Linked DNA regions of Felis catus: region 1 is linked to region 2. The links are chromatin contacts, called in public Hi-C maps. All regions are on one chromosome and are shown on one strand. The core of a region is the stretch at or near the end of the contact, and the rest is flanking DNA. Distances in the headings are between cores, read along the strand shown. Region 1 overlaps PLPBP (pyridoxal phosphate homeostasis protein). Region 2 holds the start of BRF2 (transcription factor IIIB 50 kDa subunit).

What was found. Hi-C and Micro-C count contacts between places; a contact is called where the count stands out from the background.
Region 1: a Hi-C map of fibroblasts shows a contact between it and region 2, with 8 times the contacts expected there. The contact joins the enhancer-like site here to the promoter of BRF2 in region 2. A contact is called at or near these places in 2 of 3 Hi-C or Micro-C datasets (fibroblasts and skin fibroblasts).

The regions. Positions count from the first base shown.
Region 1 is chrB1:44,749,812-44,757,064 of F.catus_Fca126_mat1.0, forward strand. It overlaps PLPBP (pyridoxal phosphate homeostasis protein), which reads right to left. Exons shown (of 8, transcript XM_006930724.5): 8 at 5,303-6,748. The coding sequence ends at 6,617. Among named protein-coding and RNA genes, the nearest start is that of ADGRA2, 15 kb to the left of the region's middle. Within about 2 kb of position 2,905, at least 6 of the 10 cell types and tissues checked have an H3K27ac peak or open chromatin away from gene starts, as enhancers often do.
Region 2 is chrB1:44,697,905-44,705,167 of F.catus_Fca126_mat1.0, forward strand. BRF2 (transcription factor IIIB 50 kDa subunit) reads left to right here and starts at 1,538. Exons shown (of 4, transcript XM_003984785.5): 1 at 1,538-1,808; 2 at 2,728-2,787; 3 at 3,246-3,567; 4 at 4,536-5,861. The coding sequence starts at 1,655. The coding sequence ends at 5,265. All of the region lies in intron 19 of ADGRA2 (adhesion G protein-coupled receptor A2), which reads right to left.

The sequences.
Region 1 (7,253 bases), core at 1,655-4,154, 53 kb after region 2:
CTGACGACCCTAAGATCGCGTTGATGCCTTAATCACATTTAAACTTCACAACAACACCAGGAGGCAGTCATTCTTCCTATCACCTTGGGGACCTGGGTAAGTGGCCAACTCTTGATTTTGGTTCAGGTCATCATCTCACAGTCATGAGATCGAGGCCTCCCCCCCCCCCCCCCCACCTTAAGTGCTCTCTCTCTCGCTCAAAAAAGTTTAATATCACCGCTATTTACAGATGAGGAAACTGAGTCACCAAGGAGGTTAAGTCTTTGGCCGAAGGGAATTTGACTGGTGAGGAACAGATGTGGGAGTCAAACCCAGACAGACTGGTGCCAGAGTCTTGGAGCAAGCATTTTGGCCCTGTGCGTGCGTGCGCGTGCGCATGGGTACACACGTGTGCATGTGTGTGTGCCTGTGGGCAATAGCTGCTCCCCACCCCTAGCGTGGGCCTTCTCATTTCACTTCTGCAGCTCTTCTCCCCGTGAGCATGTTCCCAAATCAAATGCATAATGTCCTTTTGATGCCTGGGCTCCTTGAAGTAGACACAGTGAGAGCCCTGTTCCTCCGTCGCCGCCCGCCCCCCTCCCCCACCCCGCCACCGCCCCAGGCTTGGGCGTCAGCTCAGGACTCTCGGGGGCACAGTGGCTGCCAGATTGGCCCGGGCCTCACAGGTGAACAGAGCCATACTGTGGACAGCCTACACCACGGCCGAGACGCACATTCAGTCTGGGAGAAGGCCCGTGACCAGGCACACAGACCCAGGCCCAGGCAGAGGAAGAAGGTGGCTCTCACATGCATCCCAAACCTGGACCTTTACAGTCCCTGCAGGCCCCAAAGTCCTCACACCGTCAGCAGCAAGGTCAAGTAGGAAAGCAAAGCAGGGACCCTGAGAGACCTCGGCTTTGAGGTTCTTGCCCTCACCTGCAGGCAGTTTGTGGGGGAAGGGTGATGAAAGGGATCAGAGGCCAAGGTGAGTAGAGACAGGATACAAAGAAGGAAAAAAGGGGAGACAGTGAGAGGGCTGGGCTCACCCAGAGCCCCCCCCCCCCAAATGGAGGGACACCCGCCCTCTTTCTCCGGTGGAGGAGATGCCCCTCTTCGGAAGCCAGCAGGAGGCAGGAAGGCTGTGCCCGACTAGGGTGAGACCAAGCCGGCTGGGCTGTCTGGTCCATGGAGGTGTCTGTGGGGAGCCCTGGGGGATCAGCGGCAGCCCCTGCAGCCTGAGGCCCAGCTGGTAATCTCTTCCCCGGGGCCAGCCGCCCCAGCTGAGGAAAGCTGTTGGCGGAGGCTGCCTCTGCAGATCCTGGCTTTATCTTCCCCACACATTGAAACCATCAGGCCCTCCGACTGCAGCCTGCCTGGCCCTGTCAGCTAGAGACACCGCGCTTTCATCCAAACCAGACCTTCCCTCCTCCGGTTCCCCGCCCCCCCCCCCACCGGGGCAGGGGGCAGTGAGCACAGCCTCACTCGTGCCCCCTGGAGCCACTCTCAGAACTTCTTAACTAGAAGTTAAGATTTTGCTCTCCTCTCTGAAATGTTTACGAGGCCACCTTCCATGCTGGGCCCCTTGCTCCGCCCTCATTCTCCAAAGGGGATTTTAGTCGATGCTGCAGAAAGCGGGAGTTCTGGGGGCCCCCGAAGCACCAAGCTGCTCCATGAAAGCAGCGAGTGAACACTCTTCAGCGCTGCTTGTTCTGGGGAAGCCAAATCAGAGGCAAACCCTGAATTCCTCTTGCTCACGGCCAATAAAAACCTTGCTTCAGTGCCGGCTTCCTCTGCTGAAATCAGATATCCTAGTAATAAACAAGTCTGAAAGGCAGGGAAAAGCTCTTGCTTCTTTTTTCTGATTAGTTTTTCTTCCTTTTAAAAAAAGTTTTCTCCTATAACAGGACGCCTGCCCCAGAAACTTGAGCCCCGAATTGTGCCCTCTCCTGCCCCTGTACCCCCACTCCTTACCCTCTGGGTTCCCGCCGGCGAAGGGTGGGGCCTGCCTTCCCCAACACTAGGCCACTAGGTGGCTGAGCTCAAAGTCAAGTCAAAGGGTCTTGGGGAGAAGGGTCTTTGCTGCCGGGGGGAGTTGACTGCCAGCTTACGGGGAGAGCTGGGTTCTCAGCCTTCTGCTGCAGGTGGCGGTCAGCAATGGGAAAGTGAGGCAGGAGAGGTTGGGACCACTTTCCCCCCACCCCCTGAAGACAGTCCTTCTGAATCTCTCTCGGTGCATCACGGGGCCGTAAAAAGCCCAGCACTGTGGATTCTGGTGTTGAGGGCACAGGTGAGAAAGCCAGACAAAGTGCATCTCTGATGAGAGGGGCTCGTAGGGCAGAGGACTTGGAGTTTCCCTTCCTGGGGTTGTCCTCGCCTGGGCTCCCCTTCCTGTCCTTGTCCCTTCCCAGGGTAAGCCGTGTCTGCACACGTGGCCTGCTGTGGAGCGCCCTCCCCTACGTGCTGACATCTCTTCTCTCCCCTCCCTCCCCCAAATAGGTTTTTAAGTGACTTTGCTGTCAGAGATGCTATTCTGTTTGTTTTTCCTTCTGACACTATCTCTCTGGAGAGTTTCTGGTCAAGAGAATTATGTCGAGGCGGCAGATTGCAAAAGGATTGCGCCTAATGGGGAACAGACAGACAAGACACCTTTCAAGTCCAGCCAAGTTTTCCCCCCTCTTTCTCTCTCTCCCAACTTCTCATCTTCCCTTCTTGGCTTCAAAGTTGGCCCTGGTTTGTGCTAGTTTCTTCGGTACAGCTGGCGAGTAAGGTCACACATTGATTTTATTGTGGAGATTGGCAGCTGGGTCAAGCTTTGCTGCGGAGTCTGAGAGCCTCAGGGCGGCGCTGAGCTGGGGCGCCTGGGCGGGGTGGGGCGGAGTGGGGGGGGAGGTCCTGGCAGGGGGCGCATGGAGCCCCCGGAGTGCAGCTTAGGAAGGCACTCAGGCACCCAAGGAGTGGCTTCTGCTCCTTTGTGAGCTCGGAAAACCTATTTGAAATACAAGAAAGGTACCCAAAGCCCCCTCCCCTTAGTCCCTAGCATATTCCATTTTAAATGTTCATCTGTGCTGGACTTTACCAGGCAAAGAGTGTTAGCTCTGAGGTCTCTTGCACCCTTAAAGTGATTAAAGGAGAGGAGGTGAAGTTCAAGGGCCCCCTACCTTGTGTATAGCCCCTCAACAGCACACGGCCACGGCGACGGCGGATGCCCATTGATGCAAACTGGCTGGAAAAGGAAGCCCTTTTCTTTTTTACCTATAGGCTTCTTGCAGGGAGAGGGCAGATTAGTACAACTTCTTGGTGGACGGTTTGGATTCTTTTGCCCTTAGTCATGAGGCTGATGTAATAGCAATTTGACTGATTTCATGGTAAAGACGGTCACAGTTCCCACAGCAAATCAGTTCCAATTGCACCACTGACGACATCCACCCTTATCACAGCCCTTCAGGAATTGGTGGGCGAGTCCTTCCTGTGCAGAGCTTTGGTGGGAAGCACGGGGCCACTGCTTTTCAGAAGGAAAGAAGTGCCTTGGGTTTTAAGAATGTCCCATTTGACCTCATTCCCCCATGTAGCCGTGGGGAACACAATTTCCTGCCAGTCTGGCTCAAAGGGGAAAAGGGCACTGCTCTGCACGACCCGATCTGGGCCTCGTGGCCCATGGGATAGTTCGAATGGGGGGGGGGGGGGGGAAGATGTGTGTTAGGGAAACAGGATGACAGAAGGGAGAGGCTGGGTTCCACTCAAGCTGGGTTTAATTCTCTCCTCCCTGCTCATCCTCACTGCTTGTGGTTTCAGAGTTTGTTCTGCATTAAAGATGTGTCAGTTTTGCACAACTGCAATAGACTAAAAGCATACAGTTCTTTAACGGGAATACGCTTCTCTTAACTGAAACCTATAAATCTAAGAATATGCCGCTTACCAATCATTATAAGTCAGCTCTGGACGGGGAATCAAGAGCCCGGAGTTTATTTCTTGCTCTGCCACTGACCCACTCTACCCTCAGAAGAGCGTGCAGGGCACCTGGGTGGCTCAGTCGGTTAAGTGTCTGACTTCTGCTCAGGTCATGAGCTCACAGTTCATGAGTTCGAGCCCTGTGTCGAGCCCTGTGTCGGGCTCTGCACTGATGGTGTGGAACTTGCTTGGGAGTCTGTCTCTCCTCTCTGACCCTCCCCAATGTCTCTCCCAAAATAAACATTAAAAAAAAAAAAAAAAAAAAAAGGAGTGCAGAACCTTCTCTGGGACTCAGCACTCTGTCCACAAAGGGACACCACCATGTAGCCTAAATTATCCTACCAACTTCTGTGAGGGCAAAATGAGAGAATATAGGGGAGAGCACTCTATGTGCCTCCTTAGAAAGTGAGGTGCGGGGAGCAGAGTATGATTCGAGTCATAGAGATGCAGTAGCTAGAAACTAGGAGGAAGTTTTCCAGGACAAAGCCTTGCGGGCTAATTGGGAGCCTTTGAGCATCCAAACCTTCTGAGGCAGACACCGGCCCTGGCAGCTGGTGGCACAGAGAATGCTAGGCTGAGTGGCGGGTCAGCCCCGAACAGCATGCTGTGGGGACCCGGGAAACTTGCTGGGGATGCTATCACTGATCTGATGAAAATCTGGGAGTGTTCTACCTGCTGCCTGTCATGTATAACAAAACCAAAGTCACAATTTTGTTCAATTTTCTTTCCGCTGTGGGTACACTGGACAGACTTACCGTGGTTTCCCTTTCCTTATCTGCATTTGATCAGGCCCTGGCTCGCCTCTTTCACTGCTCTCAATCTCTAGGCACAATCCAGAGAGTTCTTTATTAAGCTTAGTTAGACCAGTTCCCCTCTCCCAAAGTGCTCCACGGCCACCGTCAGGCCACTAGCCCAGGTAGCAAAGAAATGAGGCATCTGGAAGAACCTAGCGGTGCCGCAAGAGTCAGTCACATCACTTGGAAAAATCGTGCTCTTTGGCCTCCGCTCCTGCTCTCTGAAGGGGTGAGACTAAGGGTGAGGGGCCCCTCCCAGGAAATTTGCTGAGCTGGGAACCCCGGTGCTTGCCCACAGGTTAGCCAATGTCGCCATCTAGAGGCCACTTAGAATACAGGTTCTTGCAGTAAGAGGTTAGTAAGCTCTTGATTTTGGTAATTCCTGAAATGCCAACATTTCCTTTTCTTGCCTTTAGAAGTTCAGAATTGCTGTCTCATCCACTGTGTGGCTTTGGCTGCATCTGGGACTCAAGGGAAGCCCTCCTCTGAAGCCAGGCTGGCACAATGTCAAGTGATGGGCACAGCTGCTACCTGTTGGTTCCAATGACCCGCTTCTGTTAATACTCACTCGTTACACAGGGTCATAAAAAATAAATCTTTTAATTGCTTTGTAATTGGCACAGATGGTATAATTCAAACTCACATTTTTATTTACTAGACTCTGAGACATGTTATAGCTCTGACTGAAACAGTGCAGGAATCATAATGGTTTAAGTTTTACAAAATTACATTCAGCAGCAGCAGCATCATGTTCTGAAAGTTATTTCATAAAATGAAGACTGGGGCTTGAATAAATAAGGAAAAAAACATCTAGAAAATAAACCACCCAGACGGAAGTCATCTGTTATGGATATCTGAGAATTGTGCTTTCTGGTGTTTGAAGACCTTGCTGCTACTTTATTAACAATCAAGAAGTTGCCAAATTCTGGCTTATATATATAGCAGGGCAGTGGGGACGAGGAAGGGCTTTAGAGGTGCCTGGAAAATGCTCTGCAGGAACAGGAACCTCAAAGCCAGGCCTTGTTGGAACTGTGGGCCTGAACTGGCCTTAAAGGAGTTTCTGGGGAGCTACACTCACTGTGGGGCTGGTCTTTGAGGCTGCCTAGAGATTGAGAAGGAGTCACTGGCCTTTGAGATAAGAAATCACCATTAAGAGGGTTAGAGTGGAGAACAAATCATAGCATTTAATTCTCATTGAGGAGAGCCCTGTCTCTTCAGGAGGATATTCGAAAGGCCCAAGTCCCTTTATTTTACCCCTGTAGTTTTCAGGGTCCACAGGGACCACCGAGGTAACCAATGACATAACCTCTGATCAATGTGATTTGGGTTTGCAGCACTACCTTGAGCCAGCTCCTGAAGTTACCTGCACTGTCATTCCAGAGTAGGGACAAATATTTACTGAGTGGAGTCAAACCTGGGGGCAGAAATCACTTTGCCCCAGAGCAGCAAAGGTGATTACTCAGTAGGGGGTCTGCATGAAGGGACTTTCCATTAACGTGGATGACAAATGGGAATCCCTCTCACTTTGGTGATTATAGGCATGAGTGACCACATTTTAACCTGGGGAAGGCATTTGTGGGTTGGTTGGTGCTCCTGGGCAGGATTCAATAGTGAACTCGATTCCTGGCTACTGATTTGATACCTGTTTTGCAGAAATGTCTGGATTTCTCAAACCCCATCCAAAGCCACTACCTGAAGTGAGCTTCTTATGTCAGATCCCAAGTACACACGGTTCCCATCAACACCCACCATCATTAGCGCGCTCTCTCCAGGTCACAAGGAGAGCATGGCTGTGCTGTGACACGGGGAATACCAAAATGGAGACCAGGTAAGTGCATAGTTAGTGTTCCTGGACAGGCCCACGGGCCACGAGCCACGGCTGGCTGTGCCTGGGCTCAGTGTGCCTGGGCCACCTCCACTGGGGCCTTCAGGTCAGCCGGGGACTTGTCCAGGGCAGGTTTCTTGGAGTAATCTCGCTCTCCAAAAATGGTGCTTCCTATTCGGACATTCGTAGATCCTACTTCAATCTGTGGGAAAGAAGAGAGAGTATCAAGGGCTGAGTTTAAAATCATGCAGCAAATGCTGAAGTCCCGCCTCTCGTTCTGGCTTTGGAGGGGCTTCTATGAAGAACAAGGATGAGGCAGCTGAAGAGGGGTGCAGGGCAGGGGTTCCCTTTGGGACAACAGCACCTCTAGGGGTGTGTTTAAGAAGTCAGGATTTCCTTGGCTGTCACAGTGACTAGGGGACATGACTGCCATTGAGTTTGGGCTGTTAAGACGTGTCACCTTGTGTGACTGAGACACAGTGGCACAACGAAGGGTTGTCTGACAGCCCACACCCCTTTCTAACGTTCCATTGTCAGAAGAAAAAACCTCCCAGTAATTGTTTGAGCATGGGACCGAATTCCAGTTCACTTATAAACACAAAGCATTTTTGCACCGTTTTGATATATATGATTTTCCGAGACTGCAACTACTGGATACACACAGTGAGGTTGACACTTTGGTTTTTAGAACTTGATCAAGTTATTTA
Region 2 (7,263 bases), core at 288-2,787:
GAAATTAAGCCCAGAACAGCTCCTAAAATCTGCTGATGCCAGGAGCCTAATTCTCCATTGTCGGCCTGAGAAACAGATTCCCCGCACACACTTTAGGCACGTGCTGTGATGACTCCCATCTGCTTTCTTGGAGTCATCTGGACAGACTTTGATGGTCCTTGTCATTTAACTCAACTTTCTTATTTTTCAGACACAATGGATTAAACCTTTCAGGCGTTAAAATCTTTATTCTTAACGACTGTGATTACATGACTCTTTTGGCGACTTTTAATTTATATTCAAACATAACATACATAATTTTAAATTTGTAAGCTTGGTTTCTGTGATAGCATCACTAGAGGCACAATTTTGTTCAAGATTCTCTGAGTTATACTATAGCAAGCTAGGAACTTTGTAGCAGAATCTTGGAATATCTTAAAGCACAGCTTAAGCTCGGTTTTAAAACATCTACATCTGGGGGCGCTTGGGTGGCTGAGTCGGTTGAGCGACCGACTTCAGCTCGGGTCATGATCTCATGGTTTGTGAGTTCGAGCCCCACGTCAGGCTCTGTGCTGACAGCTCAGAGCCTGGAGCCTGCTTCAGATTCTGTGTCTCCCTCTCTCTCTGCCCCTCCCCCTCTCATGCTCTGTCTCTCTCTGTCTCAGAAATAAATAAACATTAAAAAAAAAAAACAAAAAAAAACCCCCAAAAAACAAAAACAAAAACATCTACATCTGCTTGAACCCTCCAGTTTGCCCAAAGCCTCATCACTCCATATTCTTTCACTATCAACTCCCTTGGATATTCCTTGCCTAGTCTCTGAAAGCATTTGAGTTTGCCACTCTGGATTAAAAAAAAAAATTTTTTTTTAATGTTTATTTTTGAGAGAGAGCGAGCGAGAGAGAGAGCGCGCAAGCGCTTGGAGGGGGGAAGGGCAGAGAGAGAGGGAGACACAGAATCTGAAGCAGGCTCCAGGCTCTGAGCTGTCAGCACAGAGCCCGAAAGGGAGCCTGAAGTCATGAATTGTGAGATCACGACTTGAGCTGAAGTTGGACGCTTAAATGACTGAGCCACCCAGGCGCCCCTGTCACTCTGGATTTTAATTCAATTCCCTCATTCTATAGTTGAGAAAAATAGACTGCATAGACAGGAAACAACTTGCCTGGGAAAGCCACTCTGGAGAGTAGAACATAATTTCCTGCTTTCTCACCATACTTTGTACTATGGCGAAAATCAACATTTGTTACCAAAGAGTAACAGAGAATCTACGATTCCCCCAGCATTTCAGAAGTTAGACTTGTTTGGGAATGGCCACAATTTCTTGTCTGTTATGTGTGTCCACGTGAGAAGAAATCTCACCTAAATTCAACTCCCCCGCTCCGGTCTGGCCCACTTCAAACCGACCGCAGACGCCGGGGGAAGGCAAGGCGAAGACGCGGTCCACACCAGGAACCTTCTCTCCTAGCTCACGTTTCTACCCGAGGCTGCAGAGACCCGGACCGGAAGTGGCTCTCCGCCGGCGTACAGAACTACCTATGTAAACCGCGTTTGCTCTGGCCGGAAGAGAAAGGTGCAGCGCTTAGAAGGCTCCTCTCCTAGTACCGGCTTCCGCGCTGCTGCTGTTGCGGACGTGCGAGTAGATATCTGAAAAGCTTCCGAGACTCTGGGTTGTGACATGCCGGGCGGAGGCCAGTGCCCCGATTGCGGCTCCACTGAGCTCGTGGAAGACTCTCACTATTCGCAGAGCCAGCTGGTGTGCTCAGACTGTGGCTGCGTCGTCACCGAGGGAGTCCTTACTACCACCTTCAGCGACGAGGGCAACCTCCGAGGTATTTGTGCCGGCCTTTCCAGGGCCGTGGGTATAGGCTGGGTGGTGGAGGGATTGACATCAGATTCCTCTTATTCCTCTCACGCCCTCTCGTTGTCACGTGTACACTTAACTACGGGAGAAAGTGACCTAAAGTGAATGAGCGCTGCAGGAGGGCAGGGACGGCCATTCCTCCGCGTTTTTCTAGCACCTGGTACGGTATCTGGCATGCATTAGGTCTCATAAACGTCGACCAAATGAAACAGAGAAACAGAGTTTCACTCAATTTATCTAGTTTGGGTGTGACGGACCGATGGAATTCTTTACAAGTGCGGACAAAGTATGAGCCCGAAGGAGCCTTTAGCCGTAATCGATAAACACATCTTTTTTTTTTCTTTCTTTCTTTCTGAGTCCCTGGCCAGTGCAGCCCTCAAAATCAGCAATCAGGAAAATTGCCTGGATTGGATATACAGGAGGGATGGCTGCAAATTTGGAACTCTTGAAGCCACTTTAGTGCAGTCTTAACCTTCCTCAGTCTCTGTATTTTTTAAAAAAAATTTTTTTAACGTTTATTTTTGAGACAGCATGAACGGGGGAGGGTCAGAGAGAGGAAGACACAGAATTTGAAACAGGCTCCAGGCTCTGAGCTGTCAGCACAGAGCCCGACGCGGGGCTCGAACTCACAGACCGTGAGATCATGACCTGAGCCGAAGTCGGCCGCTTAACCGACTGAGCCACCCAGGCACCCCTCAGTCTCTGTATTTGATACTGCTTGTGAACGTAGAAAACCAGATGGACTTTTAATGTGCAAAAATGGGCACCTTCATGAGACAGGGAGCAGAGCCTAATGATATGAATTCTCCCTGGTTTTGTGTGGTGGGAGGCCAGGGGTCTGGTGAATAAAGGCTAAACAAAGCTATTTGTTGTCCCTTATCTTACAGAAGTAACATATTCCCGAAGCACAGGGGAAAACGATCAAGTTAGCCGCAGCCAGCAACGAGGTGAGACTCAACCTTTTATGATACAGTGGCCTTAAAGAAAATTCTTCTGATGGTCCAGCCCATCCTCTTGCTTTTCCTGATTTCAGCATTGCTATGTAAGGTAGAGTAGAAGAGAATGGTAGTCCGAAATAAAGAATGGAGATGGTCTAAGAGAGGCGGCAATTCAGTATACAGTGTGGGTTTGTCAGGGGTATGTTAAAGGTTGATTTAAGCATCCCAGATCACACTTTGGCTTGGCTCTGAATCACACCAGCCCCTGAAGAGTGGTGGGTTGAAATGTGACTTCTTTCCCCAGATTTCTTTGTGTCTTTAGAATGACCTCACCAAGCGTCACTCCTGTCATCGTAGAAAAGTACATCATTTGTGCAACTGGTATGGGAGGCAAGTGTAGCAGAAGTTGCTAGGAGCCACTCAGTAGTGCCTTTGACCCCTCTGACTCTGGCTGTGGGCTTTCTTAGGTCTCCGCCGAGTGAGAGACCTCTGTCGAGTCCTGCAGTTGCCGTCAACATTTGAAGACACAGCAGTTGCCTACTACCAGCAGGCGTACCGGCACTCTGGCATCCGTGCTGCCAGGCTGCAAAAGAAGGAGGTGCTAGTTGGGTGCTGTGTCTTGATCACCTGCCGACAGCATAACTGGCCCCTAACCATGGGAACCGTCTGCGCCCTGTTGTATGCGGATTTGGATGTGTTTTCTGGCACCTACATGCAGATAGTGAAGCTCCTGGGGCTGGATGTGCCCTCGCTGTGCTTGGCAGACCTGGTGAAGACGTACTGTAGCAGGTACCTGCCTACCGGGAACCCCCGGGACGGGATGGACCCTTAGCCCTCAATCTTTTTACCTTTCTGTCACTTTTTCACCAAAGCGCATCTAAAGGGATTTGGGAGGAAAATCTATATTCTCCCTCCCTCGTGCTCTTGTAGTCTCTCTTCCTAGTACTCGGCGATAAAGCTGATTCCGTTTCACATTTCTAAACTGTTTGGCATTTCTGAATCCCTTTGCCTTTACTGCATCCTGATGCCTGATGTAGGCAGCGCAGGTATCAGCTTTGTCACCGGGCCGCTGAGTTGCGGCTCTCACGTTGTGCGTGGCCTGCTTGGCTGTGTGCGACCGCCCTGCCTCAGCAGGATCATCTGCAAGTGGAGGTGACAAGATGTTAGTGACCGGGCCGGCGGTGGAAGCTACTGCTTTTTTTTTCACTTTATTTTCTTTAGGAGCCACGTTCTTCTCCTCTTCTCTTCTCTTCTCTTCTCTTCTCTTCTCTTCTCTTCTCTTCTCTTCTCTTCTCTTCTCTTCTCTCTTTTCTTTTTTTTCTTTTCTTTTCTCTTCTTTTCTTCCTTTTCTTTTCTGAAAATAGAGTAGAAGGCACAGGCTACCAGTGTCAAGTTGTGTTGGGTTTGCTTGGTTACTTCCTAGCTGGATGACTCTGGGCCAGATTTTTAACTATAAATGCACATAATGGGCCGCAGAGTGGATGATAGGAGAGCATGTGTAAAGCACGGAGAATACTGGCCGACGGGGTCGCTGACACATTAGCTTCCCCCCTGCATGCTCCTGCCCTTCACCTCACAGGTGGGAGACGCAGCCTGTCTTCTCTCAGCACCTGTATAAACCCGCTGCCAGCAAGTTTGAGTGTTTGTTCCAAGAGGACAGAACAGCCCACCTGGAGTGGACTGCTTTTCTTCACTTGGGAAGAGCAGTCCCCTCCCCCATGGGCATCGAGACCAGACTGTCCTTTTGGTCATTTCAGCTTCAGACTGTTCCAAGCCTCCCCGTCTGTGCCAGCCAAATACGTGGAAGACAAAGAGAAGATGCTGTCGCGAACATTGCAGCTGGTGGAGCTGGCGGATGAGACGTGGCTGGTGACTGGGCGGCATCCCTTGCCTGTCATCACTGCTGCTACTTTTCTGGCATGGCAGTCGCTGCAGCCTTCGCATCGGCTGACGTGTTCCCTGGCCCGTTTTTGTAAACTGGCGAACGTGGACCTGCCCTACCCCGCTTCCTCCCGCTTGCAGGAGCTGCTCTCCGTGCTGCTGCGGATGGCCGAGCGGCTGGCCTGGCTGCAGGTTCTGAAGCTCGACAAGCGCTCTGTGGTGAAGCACATCGGTGACCTTCTCCAGCACCGCCACACGTTGGTCCGCAAGGCCTTTCGCGATGGAACGGCAGAGATGGAAGCTGGGGAGAAGGAGCTGCGGGGACGGTGCCAGGGGCCAGAGCAGGGAAAAGAGGAGGTGGCCAGTAGTTCCTTAGATTTGCCTGAGGGGAAGCGGCCAGCTAGTCCCACCCCTCTCCTCCCACCTTGCATGTTGAAGCCCCCAAAGCGGATCTGCCCCCCACCCCCAGTCTCCACAGTCACCGGAGATGAGAACATATCTGATAGTGAAATAGAGCAGTATTTGCGTACCCCTCAGGAAATTAAGGACTTTGAAAAAGCTCAAGCTGCAAGACAGGCTGCCAGGAGTGTTTCTAACCCTCCCTGATGTACATCTGGGGGAGCACTCACCACATTCTGACAGCAGCTTAATAATAATCCTGTCCTATCTGGAGAAATCAGCATATGTAAGTCCTTAGGTGTTTTCTTGTTTAAAGGAACCGAGGGACTCTGCAATTACCTGGACCCTGGGTCCTGGAATAGAAGTTGGGAGCAGTGCAGGGACCATTGGCTTGGAGAGAATTGGTCCTTTGGTGCCGGAGAAGTGGCCCATGTTTGTATTACGTGGGATGGCTTTCCTTCTAGACTGGTTGGAGGAGGTTAGGCTTCCTCCTGGTTTGAACCGGGTACAGTGCTGCTGCTACAGGCCCGATGATGGGCCCTCGCTGCTGGCGTGGAGCGGGTGGTATCTTGAACGGTATCAGCCCCCAGAGGACAGGAACCGGGAAGCTGTGGGCCCAGTGTCCACCTATAGGCATTGATGGGTTCTTGTGTATGAGGTCATGAAATCCTCCACTTCATAACAAAAGGACCGTGGGTGGACTAAGGTTATAGCTCAAGGGCTTTGCAAAATTTTAATATATTAAAACAAGAGGCATCTGCTAGAAAACATTCTATTGTATAAAACTCAAGCTTTTAAAAACATGTTTTCTTTGGCACTTTTCATCCCCTCCCTCCCTTTTTTCCCCAGCGTATTGCAAAAGCTCTCCAGTGCTAAGGCATTGGCAGGGTATGTAAACAGCAGCCAGCATATGTGGAAGAATAATACGAAGCTTTTTTTTTTTTTCTTTTTGTCTAATATTGTCTGTGCAGCAAGCATAAATAACAGAGTTCATCCCAAGGTGTGTGGGTTTTCTCCCCTCCCTTATGTCTTTTGCCTTTGTGATCAGGCTGCAGTGACATGGACGCTGGGAGGGGACCTAGACCAGGTCTTGTTTTCCTGTTCTTCACCAGGCCCAGGTTTCCCTCCACCTTTAGTAAAAGGCTGGTGGAGACTTTTTAGGTTGGGGGAAAATATGGGTGCTGGTGTTTAAAAGTAGTGAAGGCACAGGGCCCGGGTGAGCTGCAGGGACCCTACCTGATACCTTGAGGGATTCAGCTTGGGAGTCTGAGGCAGGAAGCCAGTTTGATGTTTGGGAGGTTTCTCCCTAACCTGACTTAGAGGTCAGTTCTTGGACTGGTCCTTCCATACGGCCTCATGGAGGCAGGGAAGTCTCTTCCTCAGTCCCATGGTGTTAGAAAGCTGAGACTAGGGGTGTGGGGCTTGCAACTGAACAATAAGTGCTTTCCCAACACTACCTGCAGCCTTGTGGTAGAGCCTCTCTTCGGAGCACTGTTTATAGGGCCAGGTTTAGGGCGTGACTGCCTTCAGCTCCAAATCTAAGCACTACGACTCTCTACTTCCCTCAGATCCTTCCCAGGCATCTGGCAGAGTCAGCTTCTCAGGTGTAGGGCCTTGGCTTTGTCCTGGGACGCCCCCTCTACAGCCCTGCCATGTGGTGTGTGGACCACTCCTGTGGGAAGTGTCCCACCGTCCCTGATGGTGCAACCTTCCCACCTGCTCCCACCCCCTTCCCTAGAACTCCATCTCCAGAGTTGCTTTCACACGGTTCTACCTTCTCTTGCATAGTTTATCTTAAAAGCAGCACCTATAGGTCCTGGTCATCTGGCTCAACTGCTAGCCTGGCCCCCTGGTTGGCCAAGAGCAAGGTTGGGGAGAGGCCCTAGGATCTAGGCACAGCGGGCTGACTTCTGACGAGGGCAGTGAGGAGAGAACACTGTTCTCAAGCTCCTGTCATCTGTGTCTTCCTGATCAGGCCGATGACCATCAGTGAGGCACAGTGGATAAGCTGTGGGGAGTACCTAAGGAGGAGCCCACCTGGGGGCTCTGGGGGGGCAGTCTCCCACTCCACGGGCTGGCAGGACCTCCCCCTGCTACCCTGGACGGCACCGATTTGACTGCCAAAACCAGCCTGGGCTGGGACGGAAATGTATCATGCCTGTGGTCCTGGGATTGTCGCTACCCCAGAGGGACTGCCCTCTTGGG